2 separate regions of the Mus musculus genome follow, and region 2 is linked to region 1. The links are chromatin contacts, called in public Hi-C maps. All regions are on one chromosome and are shown on one strand. Each heading gives the region's core, a stretch centred on a gene start, on an enhancer-like site or on the middle of the called end of the contact. The rest is flanking DNA. Distances are from core to core; before and after follow the strand shown. Region 1 holds the start of Taf1b (TATA-box binding protein associated factor, RNA polymerase I, B). Region 2 overlaps Grhl1 (grainyhead like transcription factor 1).

The links. Hi-C and Micro-C count contacts between places; a contact is called where the count stands out from the background.
Region 2: a Hi-C map of the G1E-ER4 cell line shows a contact between it and region 1, with 2.6 times the contacts expected there. The contact joins the enhancer-like site here to the promoter of Taf1b in region 1. A contact is called at or near these places in 10 of 39 promoter capture datasets (the 3T3-L1 cell line, the C10 cell line, cranial neural crest and 4 more), 105 of 484 Hi-C or Micro-C datasets (the 3T3-L1 cell line, the AML12 cell line, B cells and 59 more), 12 of 115 datasets of contacts at active chromatin or transcription factors (the HPC-7 cell line, astrocytes, bone marrow-derived dendritic cells and 8 more) and 4 of 9 other capture datasets (adipose tissue, liver, macrophages and 1 more).

What each region holds. Positions count from the first base shown.
Region 1 is chr12:24,497,283-24,499,853 of GRCm38.p6, reverse strand. Taf1b (TATA-box binding protein associated factor, RNA polymerase I, B) reads right to left here and starts at 1,273. Exons shown (of 15, transcript NM_020614.2): 1 at 1,205-1,273. The coding sequence starts at 1,222.
Region 2 is chr12:24,592,062-24,594,632 of GRCm38.p6, reverse strand. The region is part of intron 8 of Grhl1 (grainyhead like transcription factor 1); the gene reads right to left. Among named protein-coding and RNA genes, the nearest start is that of Grhl1, 21 kb to the right of the region's middle. Within about 2 kb of position 1,287, at least 246 of the 459 cell types and tissues checked have an H3K27ac peak or open chromatin away from gene starts, as enhancers often do. A contact at or near this core is called in B cells, CD8 T cells, the CH12 cell line and 37 more, where this site is marked.

The sequences.
Region 1 (2,571 bases), core at 24-2,523:
GAGTTTTGATTTATTCATCCAACCATATAAAGGGTATCAACTGTATGAGTACCAAACGTTTAACTGGGTGCTTAGGGGTTCTACTGGAAGCAAAAGGAGCATATGGTCCACTTATGGTCTATATGGATTATAATTTTAGGTTTATCAATGTATTATATAGACATTATTACATTTGTCATGGATACAGATAGTATCTACTGTCTACCTTGAGTCCCTCTATCATTATTCTGTCAGTGCACACACAGAGAACTGGTTCCTAATTCTTTGGTGTTTGACTTATGGGTCAGCTACTGAATACACCCATCATGTTCACAGTGCATGCAAAGTGCAGCAGCTTCCTAACCACTCTTACAGTGAGGTGTGGGCACGTGTGCTGGATAGTTTTGTGTCAGCTTGACACAAACTGAAGATATCTGAGATGAGGGAAGCTCAATTAAGAAAAATACCTCCATACCATCAGGTGGCAGGTAGGCCAGTAAGGCACTTTCTTAATCAGTGATTGATGAGGGAGGGTCCATCCCATTGTGGGTGGTGTCACCTCTGGGCTGGTAGCTCTAGGTTTTACAGAACCTGGTAAGCTGACCAAATCATGAGGAGTAAGCCAGTAAGCAGCACCCCTCCATGGCCTCTGCATCAGTTCCTGCCTCCAAGTTCCTGCCCTGTTCTTTAGATGATGAACAATCATATAGAAGTGTTAGCCCTTTTCTCCCCAGCTTGCTTTTTTGGTCATGGTGTTTCATCGCTGCAATAGAAACCCTAAGATAGCAAGCACATTAGAACGTCCTCGGCAAGAGTCTGGTGTCCGTACCCTAGACAGGCTGACAGGGATTACTTGGAGGCAACCCAAGTTCCAGGTCCTGCTCTTCCTCACGCGCAACCAGCATCAAAGGGAGCTTTGCTGGGTGGTCTCCTCCAAGGAGCCACGGGGGTGGCCAACCCACAAGCCCACAGTTTCATCCTCTTTCTGGCCCACGGCCCCTCTGAACAAACACTCCACCCAATCCCACCCGCAACCTCCCAGAGCGGACAAGCAGCCAGGTTCCGGGGCCCAAGTGGCCACCGCCCCTTCGCTCCGCCCCCTATGCGGGTCACCGCCCCGAGCCGACGCCTGCCCTGGGCGCTGCTCCTCCTCCTCCTGGCTATCCCTGGCCCATTGAGTTAGGGAACGCGAGTGGGAGCTGCACGCGTTCCTCTAGGTCCTTACCACCTCCTCCACATCCATCGAGGCTCCGCTGCAGACACCGTTACCCAAACAGCAAGCGCCGCTTCCGGGAGAGACGGGGAGAGCGCTCCGGTCGGAAACACAGCCTCTGCCTTTGCGTTCCAGGAGTCTTCTGTGCTGCCCTTGTGGGACTCAAGACCCAGGTTTCTGGCAGGCAGTACAGGACCAGGACCAGGCCCCAGTGACAGAGCTCAGACCTACGAGGATTTTCTGTGGTTTTGTTTTTGTGGCTCTGGCTTTCCCGGAACTCAGCTCAGGAGACTACACTGGCCTTGAACCCCACCTGCCTCTGCTTCCTGAGAGCTGGGATTAAAGGCGTGTGCCATGACTTCCGGCTTCTGGGTTTTACAAAATGTGTTCTCAGTGTTTGAACACAGGTTGTTGAACTAGAACTGGTTGTCTATTTGAAATTTTTTTTAACTTCCCAGATCCTAGGAACCAAACCCTCCTAGTGCATGCTCGCCAAGAACTCCACACCACTGAACATCCCCAGACCAAGATTTCTAGTCATAACTCTATTTCTTTCTTGTACCTTCACCTCCTCCTGTGTAAAAAATATATGTTTGCCTATGAATATAATTATGTCTCGTTTAATAAATTCTTAATACATTTATCTCTTGTTCCCTCGTTGAACACACTAATCCCCTGCTTCATTCCATAAACTAAAGTTGTTTTAGATTTTCCTGTGAACAAAATAAGTCTCCACCTTTGTGAACATTTATATCTGTTTATTTAATTGTTTTTGCTTATTTGTTTCCAGACAGGGTTTGTCTGAGTAGTCCTGTCTGTGTTGGAACTCACTTTGTAGATCAGGCTGGCCTTGAAGTCAGAGACATGTGTTTGCCTTTGCCTCCTGAGTGCTGGGATTAAAGGCCTGTGCCACCAGAGCCTGACATTTGTTTTAGATACTAAAAATTCTTTCCAGGGGCAGTAGAGAAGAGCTGAGATGGATTTCAGATGATAAGGTCCCCAGCAGGGTAGGCTGGGATATGTCAAGGATCCTGCAGCACTCTGGAGAACAAAGGAAACTCTTGATATTATAGATGTTAGAGGGAAAGGATCTCCAAGCCCAGAGGAGAGGGGGTCTCTGCAATTTGCAAATTAATGAAGGTACTAAAAATAAAGGGTCATAATTTAGAAAGCTAAACCTATTTTGCCTCCTCCCACCTTGGGACTACTACGTGCTAGGAGTTTAGTAGTTTACAGAGGTACTAAATAAAGTGAGGCTAATTGACTTTAATATCAATACTATGGTAGGAAGAGACAAAAATAAGAAAATCATGGGTTTGGAGAGATGGTTCAGCAGCTAAGAGAGCACTGGCATCTCTTGTAAGATTTCAGTTTGATTC
Region 2 (2,571 bases), core at 38-2,537, 95 kb before region 1:
TTACCATGGTAACTGAAGCAGCCTGACATTCTCCATATGCACTGATCCTCAATGTCTCCCTTCCCATGGATGCCACACACTACCCATGGTGCCTGGCTCTCATAATCTCACTAGAGACAGAGATGGCAAAGCCCTATTAGGGCCCAGCTCCCAGGACTCCAGAGCCAGACCATTCCTAGCCCCTCATGGAGAGCCACCTGTGTAAACCTGGAGACGTGGGAGGGTAAGGGGAAACAGACACCTACACAGAAGATGGAGCCGAAGGTCACCTTGATCATGAGGCATGAATTAAAGGTCTCCCAGTTTCAAACCAAGCAGATTGTCTGTGCCAAATTCCTACTTGTTGCAAACGAGCTGCAGGACTTAGCTGATGGCCACATGGCTCCAGGAGACACAGAGACAGCCATCTTGGATACAATCCCAGTGGCCTCTGGGACTCTCCTTTGTTTTTATTTTTATGTATCAAAATTCAACTTAGTCAAATACAGATAATATCTATAAGCTACTTTCTAGAATGTAATCTATCTTCTAAAAGGAAAGTAGAAACTATAGGATAAATTCAAGTTTAATCACCCAAATCAGTACAAAGGTCTTTCTAAGTAGCTCTTCATGGGGAGAAATTGTCCAACAGATGAAATGAAAACGTTGGTAATATTTCCCCCTCATTTCCAATAGCACTAACTAGACAGAGTAAAATCACCATTTTTTTTTTCCTAGTATATGTCAAAGAGGCTAAGTACCTGAATTGAAGCTGATAGTGTAAGATTTTAAACTGTAAATCAAGATCCAGTTCTTGGCCAAATGTCTAATTAGTAGGGATCATTTATTGGGCTTTACACAGCCCTCCCCCAACCTCCACCAGAACAAACAAATAAACCTGCCCTGTCCCCCCACCCCCACCCCGTGCACCTCCTCTCCCTGGCACCCCACTTCACGTGCAGTTAATGAGTGTATGGAGCCGAGACAGTATCGAGACTGAGTCACCCACTCGGCAGCATTTAGTTCCATTTCTGATGCTCCAGATAATCTAGGTGCGTCACACTTGCTCCCTGCTCTGGTGGGAGGTGACTATGCTGTCCTAAAGACACTACAACTACAAGAACACTGTCACCAGGAACTGCCAACTGCTCCAAGGGCTTGAAGGGCGCAGCTGAGCATTTTGGTAACTTCTCAGACTATCAAATGACCATCAAAAGAAAAGAGCCGACCCGGCAGGAAGGGGTGGGGCGGGCAGGGACGTGGGAGGAGAAAAAGTACTGACTCGCAGGCTTCCCACGGCCAGGAGGGGCGTTCCCTGAAGGGGAAACAAGCTCGAGTCAGCACGCTGTTGCCACAGCCGCTTCCCACACCGCCCACACAGCGTCTCGGTTTCTGTGCCATGCAGAGAGCCAGGGGAAAAGTCACCGAGATAAAAGGGAGGCACGGAGGAGAAAACCCTTGGAGGGACCTACCTGCTCCCCTTCCCTCTGTTGTGCTCCACGGCCCAGACTTGGTGAACCTAAGGACACTTGGCAGATGCAGTGATTTGGCACTTGCTGTCCCAAAGAAGCAGAATGTGTGCTCAGAACTATGCAGAATTGGATGGGGGCGTGACTAAAGACAAACACAGACCACATTCCATCCCACGGTACAGAACAGGACAGGTGAGAGAGCACATGGGTCACAAAGGAGACTCAGCAGCAAGTTGACTGCCAACCAAAAGTTCTGGAAGCACGAGAAGGGCTGAAGGCGAAGTCTGTGGACTAACAGAGGGGTCAAGTCCTCATCTGCTTAACAAAAGGCTGGGGAGACCTGTGGCTTCCATTTATAAGAACCCCTGACTCTAAGGCCTCACACCGCCTCCAAATATCTACTCCACAGCAGGCCAGAGCCACAGCTGTTCTGCTCTGTTTTAAAAGTAGCAAAGATACAAAAAACAAAACAAAAAAACAAAACAAAACAAAACAAACCTAAAAAACAAAACTAAACAGGCATGGCAAAGCCAACTGAAAGACAGAGCAAGCCACAGATGGGATTTTCAGGAAGGAACACGAGAAGGAGGGTTAGGGTGACAAGCTGTCAAATGAGAAGTCTCCACAGAGGAGCTCATTGTTTCCTGGGAGTGGCAGAATGGAGGAAGGGTAAAAATTTGCTCCACTCCCCACCCCCCCAAAGAAAACACCTAACTCAAGCAACAACACCAACAGTGGCTAAACAGGCATGGGTGCCTGAAACTCCTTCCACAGGACGCAGGTTTCACTACTAAAGCGAGGCTTTCTTCAGCTGCCAAGTGTCTCCCTGGCAGTCAGAGACACCTTCAGCTGGCCCTCACCCTGAGGCACATGCTGAATAAATGCTCGCTATTGTTACCTGTGGGCTCTAAAGACCTGCCACGATTTGGTGTGTTTCAGTTTACTGCTTAAGACTCTGCAGAGTGTACACACCTTGGAACATTGGTGCAACAAAGCCGCAAAGACCTAGTGTTTAAAGATGCCTCACAGAGGAGTCACCCTTGCGCTAGTAACCAGAGCAGCAGCCGCCTCAAGGGAATGGGCTGTGTTTCTAACACCGCTCTGCTCTCAGACGCCTCAC